2 separate regions of the Mus musculus genome follow, and region 2 is linked to region 1. A link is a contact called in public Hi-C data. All regions are on one chromosome and are shown on one strand. Each heading gives the region's core, a stretch centred on a gene start, on an enhancer-like site or on the middle of the called end of the contact. The rest is flanking DNA. Distances are from core to core; before and after follow the strand shown. Region 1 has its middle 11 kb from the start of Gm40289. Region 2 has its middle 25 kb from the start of Zbtb49.

What was found. A called contact is a pair of places that touch in the nucleus more often than the background predicts.
Region 2: a contact with region 1 is called in a Hi-C map of adipose-derived mesenchymal stem cells, with 2.4 times the contacts expected there. The contact joins two enhancer-like sites. A contact is called at or near these places in 3 of 484 Hi-C or Micro-C datasets (adipose-derived mesenchymal stem cells, cerebral cortex and myocytes).

What each region holds. Positions count from the first base shown.
Region 1 is chr5:37,957,491-37,964,802 of GRCm38.p6, reverse strand. No RefSeq gene overlaps it. Among named protein-coding and RNA genes, the nearest start is that of Gm40289, 11 kb to the left of the region's middle. Within about 2 kb of position 4,357, at least 17 of the 459 cell types and tissues checked have an H3K27ac peak or open chromatin away from gene starts, as enhancers often do. A contact at or near this core is called in adipose-derived mesenchymal stem cells, where this site is marked.
Region 2 is chr5:38,192,239-38,199,550 of GRCm38.p6, reverse strand. It overlaps a transcript of Zbtb49 not described here. Among named protein-coding and RNA genes, the nearest start is that of Zbtb49, 25 kb to the left of the region's middle. Within about 2 kb of position 2,495, at least 23 of the 459 cell types and tissues checked have an H3K27ac peak or open chromatin away from gene starts, as enhancers often do. A contact at or near this core is called in adipose-derived mesenchymal stem cells, where this site is marked.

The sequences.
Region 1 (7,312 bases), core at 3,108-5,607:
CGCTTCCGTGAATTAGTCTGTTTTTTTCCTCTGAAGTTTCATTGTCTTTTCAGCTAAGAAGGTAGCCCCTGAAGAAGCCAGTAGGAAACCCCTTCCCCAGGCTTCTCAGGTGTTTTCTGAGGGGGGTTTGGCCTGGGTGAGTCTTCTTGTGAACTGAAGGTCTGGTCCCAGGCCTCGCTGCTCTGGCCCCACCCCTACCCTGAGCCTCAAGGGTCTATCACTGTTAGAGATCCCAGTGCCCCTCAGCAGGGAGGCCTGTTTTGTTTGGTGCCCCTGGCTGACTCTGGGCCTCACTGCAGTGGTTCCTCTCCTCATGCCACTAGCTAGCATGGGGACTGGTGGCTCTCTTCACTCTTCTCTGGCAGTCAGCATTGACTCCCCCACCCCACAATGGGAGATGACCAATCCCATCCCCATACCTGTTACCTCTCCAGCTCGAATTTCCTTTACTAACTTGGAACCACTGTGTGGGCAGCGTCCCTGCCTAGATTCTCGCTGCCAGACTCTGCTTGCCTGAGTCCTGAGTCTGGATTCTGTTTTGTTTTTTGTTTTTTGTTTTCCCTCCGCTGTTTCCCAGAGCCCACACATTCAGTGAGAACAGACCTGGCATAGTGAACGAATGAATGAATGAGCAGTAAAATGAATGATGGTAGCTAGTGTGAGTGCTACTCAGTGTCAACCCACTGGCAACTCTTACCGTGGGCATCTGGCAGCCAGAGCCCACGCAGACACTAACTCATTCTCCCAACCCTGTCTCAGCCACGCAGCAGGCAGGCTCCAGGGCTCAAGCCTGATGTCTGGCCTGGCTTGTGTTTAGAAACTGACATCTTGTAGCTAATCCCCTTGAGACTGTCCACTTTCTTCCTACAGAGACCCCAGGCCTCAGGTCCCGCCTTTGAGCATGTTAGTCGCTGATAAAGAGGGCTGCTGCCCTGTCCTGCCTTATCTGATGAGCTTGGAGCCTGCTCTTTCCCAGCGGTGCCCTGGTACCTGTCCACTCCATTACCCTGAAGCCTGCAAGTCAGCGGTAAACCATCTGCGGAAATCCTGCTGGGGACCTTGTAGGTGAAGGGATCCCATAAACTAACATTGAGAGGTCGCTACTCCTCCCCAAACTCCTTATTTTCACAAGAGATGGCTGTGTGGGTGATGGGGACTCTGACATTCCCTAAATGTGGGCATGTATGTATGGCATAGAGTGGTATTTGGGTGAGCCTTTCCCTCTCAGAAACGTACTTTATATAGCCTCAGATGGATCAGGTGCTGAGTTGGGTCTACCCTAGACCTAAGAGTTAAAAGGGATAAAAATGTGACAGTTTGGAAACAGGCCCCTTACAGAGGTCATGGAGAACAGCTCAAGTTGGAAAAGCCTGGTATCCTCATAGGAAGAGGTAGGGAGCTCAGGTGAAGACCCCTGGAGACAGCTCCTTGGGAAGATAAGGACAAGGATAGAGGCTACTGGAGGAATTAAACCCACTGATTCCAGGGATCACAGACTTGGGGGCCCGCTACAGCTGAGAGGGAAATGAACCTATGTTCAAGCCCCATGTATGGTACTTGATTATGAGAGCCTAGCAAACTCATACAGATATTCAATATGACCGTGAGAATTTCCTTCCTGCTTAGCCGGGTTTATAAATAAAGACCCAGAGCTGTAGAGACAGAGAAAGTGTGGTCCATAATGAACAGTTGGTTCTGAGAACCTCCCCATCCCCACCGTTAGCTTCTGCATCCCAGGCTCTTTGCATTATACAGAACATCACTGGCTGGAGGTGCTGATGCAGGAAGGAACATGCAGGAGAGTGCAGGTATTTCTGAGACACTGGAAGCACAGAGGCCTCAGGAGTCCTGCCTGGTCAGGGCGGCTCCCTCCCAGAGTGAAAGAATTGAAAGCACCTTCCTCAGACACCGCCCTCCTGGTGTGCATGTTGAGGAGGGGCTTCAGGAGCAGACTACAGACCCTTGTCTGGGCTTTGTGATTACTCTGAAGCCAGCCCCTCCTGGGATCTGCTGCAGGAATAAATCCTGAAGATGTTTATCCCTAGAATTCCAGGCCTAATTTACAGCCTCCTCCAAACACCGTCTTGGCCTGGCAGCCCTTGGGGTCACTCTAAGTAGAACAGCGCCTCCAGGTCTCCAGGCATAAATACCTGCTGTCAGAGGGTAAGTGGGGGCTGGTAGCCAGGCTGCTGGGTTCCAGCTCTCCACCCCCTCCAGGGCACTAGGAGCTTTTCTTAATCAGCTGCTCCTGGGTGGGGTCTAAACCTCACCATCAAGTTGCATGAAGCACTAGGATAGGACAGAGTTCTAAGCATCTGGCTCTTTCTCTATTGTTCGAATGTTGTTCTTTGAACTCTACTGAAGACACTGTTAACTGATATGTGGATGGAATAGTAACCCACAGCGGAACCACACTAGGCAGGAGACAAATGGGTGCTCTCTCTGGACATGTTTATTACAATATCGGCCTGTTTCTTACTAGCATGTGAGCTCACCCAGGGCAAGGAATGCTGTCTGCTTCATTCACTGGTCTTTCCAGAGTGGAGTCTGGGTCTGAGCTCACCCAGGCTCTCCATGCAGCTCTCTCCAGTTATTCGGTAGCACAGGCAGGCACCTTTAGGAGAGAACACTTGCCTGGTTCTCCCTGTAGCCACTTCCGACCCTGTCTGTCTCCCCAGCCCAGAATGCCTGGTGAATTATTTCAGAAACGCTCAGCTTTGAAAAGCTCTTGGTTGTCTTGTACTTAGGTGACTCCTCTTCTTTGACCATCCTGCTTATCACAGGAAGAAGGACTCTGTATGAATAAGCTCTGGTCTGTGGGTTGCCTGAGAGCCTAAAGGCTGCCATGAACCTCCTTAGACATGTCCCATTGGGAGACATAACATAATCTCACCCCTGCGGGGTACATGCCCAGGAGTTGGGTTGCTGGGTCTTATAGACACTTAGTCTTAGAAAATGTATGGGGGAAAGAAGGGAGGGGATAGCTTAACCAAAACTAAGGTTTATGAAGAAGCCTTATGGAAACCCACTAGTTTATGAACTAATTTAAAATGTAGCTTTAAAAGAGTTATCCTGGCATGGGCAAAACAAGATGTAGGTTATCAAATGGCAATCTCCGTGTCAGGCACTGGTTATGTCTTTGTGAGTTACTGAATAAGGAGGTCCAGGTGTCTTCATATGGTTTGAATAAGCCCAAAAGGTTTATTATTGAGTTTGTTTGAGGGTGTTCATTTGAGGGTGTTCCTCTATTCTCCACATAGGTGATTGCCATTACTCCTGGCTGTCCACCAGAACCAGATGGCAAGACCTGATTGCTGAAGATACCTTGATTGCAGGACATAGAGAAATCAGTCTCTCTCACCCCCAGCCCCCACTGACTTGCTTTTCTGGTGCTGGAAGGTGCTATATAGGCTGCTGCAGAAGAAACACTATCAGCGGTCTTCCCCATAACTGACCCCTGTATGACATAATATTGACCTGCCAGGCAAGATGTGCCCACTGGTACAATAGTGTCTTAACTGTTGTGGAGGTAGCCAAACACTTTCTGAGCTGGATTTGAGGCCTGCTTCACAGGAGGGAATCCATGCCTGATACAATAAAGCTGACTAAAACTCCCTAGCTGGAAAGGTCATCAGCCCCAGCAGGTAGAGAACGACTGTGGATGTTTTGCTAAATGATCATAGTGTTGAATAGCCTTATAAGCATCCATATTTTTTATCTGTAGATTTGCACTGCTCCTAACCTTGGGTCAGAGAAGCTTCATTTTGCAGTGGGTAGTATTTGATTCAGAGACTTATAACATTCAAAGTTGGAGACCTGGGGTAAATATGGTCAAGAATATATATATATATATATATACATATATATATATATATATATACACACATATATATATATATATATACATATATATACATACACACACACACACACATATATATATGTATACACACACATACATATATATATACACACATATACACATATTTTTTTCTTTTTTCTTTTTTGAGATAGAGTTTCTCCATGTAGCCCTGACTCTCTTGGAACTCTTGCTGTAGATCAGAATGACCTCAAACTCACAGAAATCTGCCTGCCTCTGCCTCCAGAGTTCTGGGATCAAAGGAGTTCACCACCACCTCCCCAGTTAAATGAAGTATTTTTAAAGCAGAAAGTTTTGCTAGTCCTAGGTAGACCATCTCCACTCCTCATGACCTGCTCATTCTCCCGACCACACCCATGTCCCTCCCACTTTACGGCCCTCTCATGATTCCCAGGCCCATATTCCAGGAAGCCTTCTGGTTGCAGCCAGTGCCCACACAAACTACACTCCCTTGGCACCAATTTGATTTCACAATGTCTTTGCTCAGAGAAGCAGGCTCTTCTCCTCTTCAAATGCTTGCGTAACTCTGACCACAGTCCTAGGAACACATTCACGGGAGGGAGAATTTCAGGAATGTTTGAAAAGCTACTGTTTATTCCCCTCTACTCGGACACTTGCAGTTATAGTTTGATCTTTTTCCAGTGGCCCAGTCTCTTTTTATGAGTTTATTAATCATCTGCACATATAGTCCGTGTGTACTGGATCCGCTGGAACTGGAGTTACTGATGGTGGTAAACTACTATCTGAGTGCAGGGAACCAAACTTAGGTCTGGAAGAAGAGCCAGTGCTCTTAACCACTGGGCTATCTCTCCATTCTACTCAGTTCTTTTAAAAGAAATTCTCTCTCTGTCTTCCCATCTCTCTCTCTCCTTCCCCTCTCTCCCTCCTCCTCTCCCTCTTCCTCTCCCCTCCCCTCCTTCTCCTCCTCCTCCTCCTCCTCCCTTTTCTCTCCCTCTTCCTCCTTTCTACACCCCAGTCCTATGGATTTCCTTTCTAGTGGCTACAAACAAAACAAAACAAAACAAAACAAAACAAAACAAAAGAAAAGAAAAGAAAACAAAACTGATGATTCTTTGTGTAAAGGAAGCATCTCCCCTCACCAGTTCTCAGACTGGTTTGCTCTCAGTAGTTTTCCTGCTGCTGTGATAGACACCACAGCCAAGAACAATCTGGGGGTTGGGGATGGGGCGCAGGGAGTGAAAGGTTCAGTTCATCTTAGCACTTCCAAGTCACCATCCATCAGTGAGGGAAGTCAGGGCAGGAGCTCAAGCAGGAGCCTGGAGGGAGGAAAGGCAACAGAAGCCATGGAAGAATGCTGCTTACTTGCTTGCTCTTCAGGGCTTGGTCAGCTTGCTTTCTTACACAATACCAGCCCACTGTTAGCATTGCCCATCATGGGCTGGGTCCTCCCACATTGATCAGTAAAGAAAATGTCCAACAGACTTGCTTACAGGCCAGGCTGATGGAGGTAATTCTTAACTGAGGCTCCTGTTCCCCAGGTGACTCTAAGTTGATGTCAGGAAAACAGCCAAAGCTAATTAGGTCAACGTACTTGCTTAGGATGGATGACTCCTGAGGGTGGAGCGATATAAGTATCTGCAGAGTATTAGAAAACACTGCCTTTTTGCTTCTGTTGTTATTGTGAACACACACACACACACACACACACACACATACACACACACACACACACGCCATGTGTGCACCATGAAAGCTACCTGCTTCAGCAATTTCAGCATACTTGTCCATGGATGAAGCACATCCACATTGCTGGGCAGTCGTTCCCCCCCACCACCACCATATTGCCAACTGAAAATTTACCTCTAGGAAACACTACCTTCTACCCCCAACCCAGGCCCTAGTATTCCTTTCTTTGTGTAACCTTTGCTTTGTGTAACTTTATCTTTCTTTTGCTCAGCAGGCTGTTCTCAAGGCTTGTCTGGATGGTAGCATGTACCAGAATTTCCTTCTAGCAACTACTTCTCCCAGTAGTGGGTCTAGGAGGGCCAGGTTTAGTGTATTTAGTGCTTGTGCTGGGTAGTTTTGTGTCAACTTGACACAGGCTGAAGTCATCTGAGAGGAGGGACTTTCAATCAAGAAAAATGCCTTCATGAGACCAGTCTGTAGGCAAGCCTGGAGAGCACTTTCTCAGTTAGTGATTGATGGGGGAGGACTCAGCCCATTGTGGGTGGCACTGTCCCTGGTCGGATGGTCCTGGATTCTATGTGAATGCAGGCTGAGCAAGCCATGAAACAGCACCCCTCCATGGCTTCTGCCTCTGCTCCTGCCTCCAGATTCCTGCTGTATTTGAGTTCCCGTCCTGATTTCTTTAGTGATGAACAGTGATGTGGAAGTATAAGACAAATAAGCGATTTCCTCCCCAACTTGCTTTGGCCATGATGTTTCCTCACAGCAATAAGAAGGAACCTTTACTACACCAGTGCTTGACAGCAATTTTGAAAATGCGAGACCCTTGAATATTGACTTGTGAATATTGAAAGTGGGTGCTGTGATAAAACAGGGAACATGGGGAAAGTGTGTTCCTTTTACCCACACATCTACCTTTCCTCCTGTTTGCTCTCCAACCACCCACCTACCCTTTTATCTACCCCTTCGCCCATCTACCAATCCACATGTGTGTTCACACATACACACACACCTTGCTTTCACTCACTGTCTTATCTACACACACACACAGACCTTGCTTTCACTCACTGTCTTATCTACACACACACACACACACACACACACACACACACACACACCTCCCATCTACCTGTTGACCTATCTGTCCACCCACTCTCCTATAAATCTACCCTTCCAGCTGTCTGGTGGTCTATCCATTCTGCTAACCCTGCTATCCATCCCTCCATCCACTTACACATTTATCCATCCAATAAAACTCACCTATTCAAACTACCCATCCATCCATCTATCCACCAACCCACCCATCCATCTATCCATCTATCTACCCATGAATCTACTTATCTATTCATCCATCTACCCACCCACCCATCCACCCATCAGCCATCCATCTTTGCATCTATCCATCCATCTCCTCACCCATCTATGGTGGTTTGAATAGGAATGGCCTCCATGGGCTCATAAATTTGAATGCTTAATCACTAGAGATTGTCACTTTTAGGAGGTGTGGCCTTGCTGTAGTAGGTGTGACTTTGTTGGAGAAAGTATGTCACTGGGGGTGAACTTTGAGGTTTCAAATGCCCAGTGCCTCTCTGTCTTCCTGCTGCCTGCCAATCCAAATGTAAACTCTGAGCTAAATCTCCGGCATCCTGTCTGCCTGTATGCCACCATGCTTCTTGTGATGATAACGGACTAAACTTCTGAATGTAAGCCAGCTCCAATGAGATGCTTTCCTTTATAAAAGTTGCCTTGGACATGGTGTCACTTCACAGCAATAGAAATCCTAAG
Region 2 (7,312 bases), core at 1,246-3,745, 240 kb before region 1:
GAGAACCTGCCAAGGACAGGAGGATTCCACACAACCGCCAGGACCAGAGAACTGTCGACTGAGTGACATCAGGTTCCCCTCCCAGTTTCCTAGCCACTCAGTACACCATAGTCCATCCCCCAAGGCTGGCACAGCAGGCAAAACCAGACCTTCATGAGGGTTGAACATCCCGTCCAAGGGTGTGCCAAAGTGTGGGTACCTTGAATAACCGGTGCCTGGATTGAACTTGGGATGTGATGGTTGCCAGTGGATGTTAGCCCCTTCCCACTTCTCCCATCTCCCACTGGCTCAACTGTTTCTCGTTCCAGTAGCTCCTCACCTTCATGGGTCATATCTGCCCTTGGTCCCTCACCTCATCCTAACATCTGTTACTGTTAGCTAGGCTACATCCCATAGTCTGAGTATCACAACTCCCCCACCAGGTCATCCATCACACTGATGGACAATCCATCTCTGCCCTCTGTGTACCCGGCTGGTAACAAGTGGCCCTTCGGTCTCCAGACCACACTTCCACTGAGCCCTCACCCCTCTCACAGCCACCATGTGCTGCCCTTCATGCCACTCTCTTCCAGCTCCTTGGGCTCTCGCAACTCTCCCCTCACCCCACCTGTGGTCTTGCTGTGGTTCTGAGAACACAGAAGCAAACAGGAACTTTCCTCCAACTCCCGCTCCCATGTCTACACCTGGTGACTGCCCAGTTCAACTGCAGCCCCCTCCCCTGCTCACTTCCCCCGGTGTCATTGCTATAGAATGCAGAAAGCCACTGTGCAGGCCTTTGGTCTCCTTGCAGGGGTGTAATCCTGGGGAATGTTCCACGAAGGCTCTGGCAGACACTCAGTACTTACTTGGCCAGTGGGTGCTTTGTGAGGCTTTTTCACTGGAATATGGCCCCCTAGATGGAGCCTCTGATTTTTCCTTCGAGCCCATCATTCAGAGCTTAGTCCCAGGACTTCACTCAAATGTTTTTCTTCAGTGACCTCTCTATTGCATCCACAGATTCTTAATCCCCAATTTGGGCAACTCTGAGCGTAAGTATTGCCCCCTTTCTCTCTAGGTCTATTCCTTTCTCCAGTGACTGGCTCAGACTCAGAATTCATCCTTGCTGATTCCAGTCTACATCTGAACATTAAATGTCCCAGAGTCCAGGCCCTGGATCTCTCCCCTTCTTCTTCGTCTACTCCCTATATCCCGGGACTACTAACTACACGTCTATTAGACCATGACCCCTTTTCCTGGACCTCTCAGAACTCTCTGGAGTTATATGACCCCAGTTCAGTTCAGCTCTGCATTGGGATGTTCAAAACCACCTTTAACTCTAGCTCCAAGGTATCTAACGCCCTCCTCTGGCCTCCACAGGCACAACACTCAGCCGTACACATACAGAGAAGGTTAAAGAAGTCCAATAGCTAGGGCTTGGTGAGACCCCCTGCCCTGCGCTGTATTGTATCAGCACCCCAACAAGGTAGCACTGTTTTCTTAGTGGGTTTAGCTCCTCACAAATACTTTCCTCAGATGTGTATTTAGTCACATCTTTCCGAGTGACCTTATTCTGTCATAAATTGTCACTGACATAGTTCCCTGTCAAAACCTCTATAGAAGGACATGTGTGCCAGGGGTGAGACTCTTAGGGTCCACCATATAACTCCCTTTGCCATCACTGCAAAATAAGTTTATTTTTTTAAAAAATCACTAGTTGTGTACTTGCCATATGTAAGTTTTATGATGTGTAAGTGATGCTGAAAAAAATAAACTATGAAAAATGAACCAAAAATTGCTGTCGGTACCAGCGTTCTGAATGCCTGTGTAAATGTCTGGTCCAGCATGCGTTCTTTCAGCTTGATGGTGTCTCTGACTGCGAGCTAGCTGGTGCTCTTCTGCCTTGGCTGCTTTTCTTGCAAGTTTCCGATTCGCCAGCAGATGGCAGCATCACCATTCACAAGCTCAGAAACATGGTCTGGCCTGGTGGCAAGGGCCTGTGGCTGCTCTGCCTGGGCGCTTGGGAATCCTTGGAGTTTCCCTGCCAGAGAACCAGGCACTTTTGCACCTTAGCCTCCTCAAGCCCTCTTGCAAGTCTGTGTGGAGAGAACGGTTCTGTCCCCACCCCAATTTGCTTGGTTACTTAGCAAGCTTACTGGGTATCGTCTACAACTCTGGGTTCAGTATCCACACTGAGATTTCCCTTATGGACAAGTCAGACTGAGGAATATTCCTAGCAGTTCCTGGCACTTCAGGTGCTCTGTACTTACTTGGCCAGGGGGGTGCACATGGGAGCAGCCACACAACAGTAGCAGTCTGACCTGGTGCAAAGTCCCAAGGGTCCTGGTTATTTGTGACTCTGGCTACTGAGAGAGTATGGCCCTAGCTTTCTAGTATACCCAGAGTCCTGGGTTCAATCTCCAGTATGGAGGAAAACAGATGGCTCTGTGAACCTTGAGCTGTGTGAACAATAGCAGACAGAAAAGGCCATGTAGTGCATGTATTACATGACTGTACGATTCTGTGTGAGTCATCTAGACTGGACAGGTCCCGAAAGACAGAAAGCAGATAGCCAGCTGCCAGGCACAGGGGAGGAGAATGGACATGTGAATGCTTAATGGGCCCAGGGTTCTCTTTAGGGCGGTTAAAACATTCTGGCACTAGCTAGTGTTTATTTAGGACTGAGTTGTGCTGATGCACTAATTTATGACCCTCCTGCTACAAACTGGAGACAAGGCCCTTTACCAAGGAAAGTAGGTTTAAACTGGTCATACGGGTAGGCCCGATGTGTTTGGTGTCCTAGTCAGAGACACCCGTAGTGTCCATGCCCACACCTCTCCCTTCTTGCCCCTCTCTCCTGCTGCCCTGGGTTTGCATTGTGCAGTACAGGCCTTACAGCGAACTGACCTAGTTGAGGTCAGACACTGTCCGGCTGTTGCTGCCACCTTGCCTCGCTTTCCTCCTCTGCACGGTGCCAATGGGGTGACTGTGCTCACCTCACAGGCTTTGCTGCCATGCTAGAAGTAGTGACCCAGGAGGCCAGAGTAGAGCCTGCAGGGCACATGGAAGGCTAAGGTGCTCCTTGCCGTTGCGTTTCTGTGAGGGTGGCAGGAGAGTGGCACTCTCACCTCTGTTCATTAATGTCCTCCTTCACCCTTCAATGGTACCCAGCCCATAATATGTATGGCACAGTCATGGGAAATGGAGAGTAGAGATGGGGTTTGTGGTAAACAACATTCCCTCCATGACAGTTGTTCAAATGGCCAGGGGTATTTTGACAAGAAATCTAAGTAAAAAATCAGTTACTAACATGGGTTGGACACACACACACACACACACACACAGAGTGCCATTGCTACACTGAAGTCCTAACCCCCCAGCACATCAGGATGTGACCTTGTTTGGAAACTGGGCCACTGCAGATGTCATTAGTAAAAAATGAGGCCATGCTGGAGGAAGGACAGGCTCCAGTGGCTGGTGTCTTAGAAGGACATTTGGACATAGGGACATGCACACAGCAAGAACTTCATCTGAGGATGGGCAAGATGCCTCCATAAGCCTGACAGCCACTTGGCCATCACAGTCCTCAGAAGGAACCAGCCAGCCCTGGCCATGGCCAGGTCTCCAGCCTCAGGCTGGCGATCAATTGGGCTTTCCTGTTGTTTAAACCACCAAATCTGTGCCTCTTGGTTGCAGCAAACTAATTAAGTTCCTGGTGTTCCAGAGATTCAAACACCAAAGTGTTAGAGTCTCACACTATTCACACCACACATGGGTGTGCAGGTTAATTGCTTAATTCTTTCGGAGTCAGGGATGTGCAGAAAAAGTAAACAGTATCTGGCCCAGTTTTAGGCTCAGGAGAGTCTTTAGGAATTACTTGCTCTCCCAGGATCCCCGGTTCTTGGCTGTTGCCCTAACATGAACTTGGAGGTCTGAGGATACCTGGCCTCACCCATGATGTGGGGAGGAATCATGTACCTGGAATATGCCTGAACCCCGGGAAGCTGCTACCCTATGTCTTCAACTGGGGACCCTTGCTGAGGAATACAGGGCTGCCCCTCAACCCTCCCACTACCACCTGTAGCTCCTGGAGCTACCATATTGGTCAACCCTTTGTCTATGGTGACCCTGAATACATATGCACTGTGTGCAACCTACGGTCATTTGGACCCCTCCAGGGCCTTAACCTAAGACAGGCAGGGAGGCCAAAGTATCCTCTGTGGGCCTGACTTTGCTGCATCTTGAATGATTCCTGGTCTATCCCCACCTGGAGAGGCTACTGAAGCCTCCCTGTCCAGTCCCATGAAAGTCAGGGAGTGTGGCAGTTCATCTTAGCTGTCAACTTGATGGGATTTAGAATCACCATGGAAACAGACCTCCAGGAATAGGGGATTATCCAGTAAGGGCTAATTGAAATGGTAGCAGCCCATTGTAAATACAAACAATAATACCATGGCTGGAGTCCCAGAGTGGATAAGGAGGGAGCAGGCTGAGCACCAGCAGTTATCTCTGCTTCCTGACTGGATGCAACTTGATCAGCCGCCTTCTGCTCCTGTTGCCCTGCCTCCTCTGCCGTCAAGGACAGCAAGCCCTGAGACCACCAGCCAAAGCAAAGGCTCTTCCTTCTTTAGCGTTTTCTTGGGCATTCTGTCATGGCAACAAGACAGGAGTTGAGGAAGGACAGGAGCATGTGTGAGCCACGGCACCCTCGGGGTTTCAGCCCATCCTTTCCTGTCCCAAGTCCTGTCATCCTGACCCACGTGCTGGAGCTACACCTTCTACCAGAGCCTGACCAGTGAGGTACAAAAGAACAAAATAAAGGAAGTTTTGAAAATCCCTTCCCCTGAACCAAACTACGCCTCTTGAGCATCCCGACTTCGGCAAGAGGCATCTCCCAGGTCAAAGCAGGCCTGGGGCGTTGCTCCGTGTCTGCACACCACCGATGGTCTGACTTCACCTGCACCTGTCTGAGGCGGAGGGATGCTTTGAGTGGCCCCTAGAAAGACTCTGACCTCAGCAGCCACGGGAAAACAGAACTGATCGCTTACAAAGGAACGTCCTTCACATTTGTCAGTGCTGATGCGTATGTGAGCCTCCTCCGTGCTGGGACCTTGACACTGACCTTGTGCCTTGAGCCTGCCTCAGCTCCTCCTCTGTAAGAGGGTCGCAATGCTGGCTGATGTAGGTGATCCGTGTAAACCAGCTGTTGCCATTTCCTCTCCTCTGTTTCCTCCCATGCACATGACAGGAAAGGGATAGGAGACATTTCAAGATGTGCACCGTGCACCTTCATAGTAGTCTGTGGCTTCATGTCACTTCCATCTCATTGTTTATACATGTGAATAAAGTTGCATCTAGATACAAATTGACAATGAGCTGTGTCGGAGGCTAGGAACTGCCTGGCCTGCATCTGGCTTATGACAACCAGGTATGACTATTAGCAAGCACCACCAACCTTACTTCTAGAAAGAACCTGCTGGGAGCTGGGCACTGTGGCGCACAACTTCAACCTTAGCCTGCCGATAGGCTGTTCCAGGTTGGTTTCTACTGCTGTGATAAATACTATGACCAAAAATATCTTGGGGAGAAAAGGGTTTATTTGGCTTACACTTCTCGGTCAGTCTCACTGTGTGAAGTCAGAGTGGAAACTCAAGCAGGAACCCAGAGGCAGGAACTGCTGCAGAGGCCATGGAGGTGAGCTGCTTCCCTGCCTTGCTCCTCATGGCTTGCTCAGTGTGCCTTCTTATACAACTCAGGACCACCAGGCCAGGGTGGCACCCACAATGATGTCACATCAATCAGAAATCAAGAAAATGCCCCCGAAGCCTTGCCTATAGGCCAGTCTGATGGAGACAATTCCACAATGATGTTCACTCTTCCCAGATGACTCTAGCTTGTGTCTAGTTGGCAAAAAACAAACAAACAAACAAACAAAGCAAAAACCTAAATGGCACAGAGGCTGAGGCAGGCCAGCCTGGACTACACAGTGAGACCTTGTGAAGAAAGAAGGAAGAGGGTGGGGTGGGGTGAGGGGAAGGGGAAGAGGGAAGGAGGGAGAAGAAGTCTACAGAGGAGCAGAAATGATTCAAAAGATACATGGTAGAGATCAGCCCATTGGAGCTGGGAGGGAGGGGGAGGGGGAGGGAACTCCTCCTGCTGGTGACCAGACAGAGGAACCCACTGGAGGCCAGAAGGGAGTTAGCAGTAGAGCACCTTTCCCATCAGTCTCGCTCCAGGTGCTGTCCTTGAACACACCCCTCTTCTCTACACGGGCCTTCCAGGGAGCCCATCTTCTGGGGAGATCCCCCTGCCATGTGTCCACACACAGTACCAAGCTCTTCCCAGGCTGAAACCTATCAGCTTCTTTGAGCCATTGCCATAGTAGCCACAGTGGGCAACCTACAACACAGCAAACCTGTTGCTGTAGACCCGCCAATGGAGCTGTCCAGGAGAGGTGCTACCAAGGCCCTTGGTGGTCAAGAGCTGGGCTTGCCTCCACCTCTCTGCTTCCTTGTGCATTCCAGTCATGGACTCTGTATCTTCCCCCTCTCCTCCCGAGCAATGAGCAGAACACAAACCTTCACCACACAATCTTCTTGCTACACATGAAAACCATGGGTTCACCTGTTAGGAAAATAATTCTTAGCTGACTTCTGAAGGTGAAGTTTTGCCTATATTTTGGCATATTTTTTTCTTTTGTTTTCTATTTAATTTATGCCTGAGTTTGGTGGCTTCTCAAATAGAAAGTGTCTACTTGCCTGACCGAACAAGGCCCGGAGGCTGGGTACATAGACAGCAGGTATGTACTACCTTACAACATTGAAGGCTGATGGCCCAGATGAAGGAGGGACAGGACTGGTCCTTCCTGGGGCTTCTCTCCTTAGCTTGCAGAAGGTGCCTGCTTCCTGTGTCCCACAAGCTCTTCCTCTGTGTGTCTGTGTCCCCATTTTCTCTGCTGTTAAGATTGATTCAGACCCAACTGTGTGACCTTGTTTTACTTTAATTATCTCTTCAGGGCTCAGTCTCCACACATAGCTGCATCCTGAGGTTCTGGAAATGAAGACCTCATTCTGGTGAGGGGTACAAATTGGTCCCCAAGATGGAACAAGAAGAAGGAAGTGCCAGAGTCTATGGTGTGGAGAGACTTGGTGTACCGTAGCCAGGAAGAGGGGTGCCAGGACCCTGAGGGTTGGCCTGTGTAGAGTGCTTAGCATGTATAAGTAGTGTGTGCTAGGCACCACATACTTGTGACTGCCAATAATTTCAAACTCCTGTAGTATATGGAGGGCAAGGTCAATAGCAGAAGAAAAGGGTCGTTTTATTTTGTTCCTGGGAC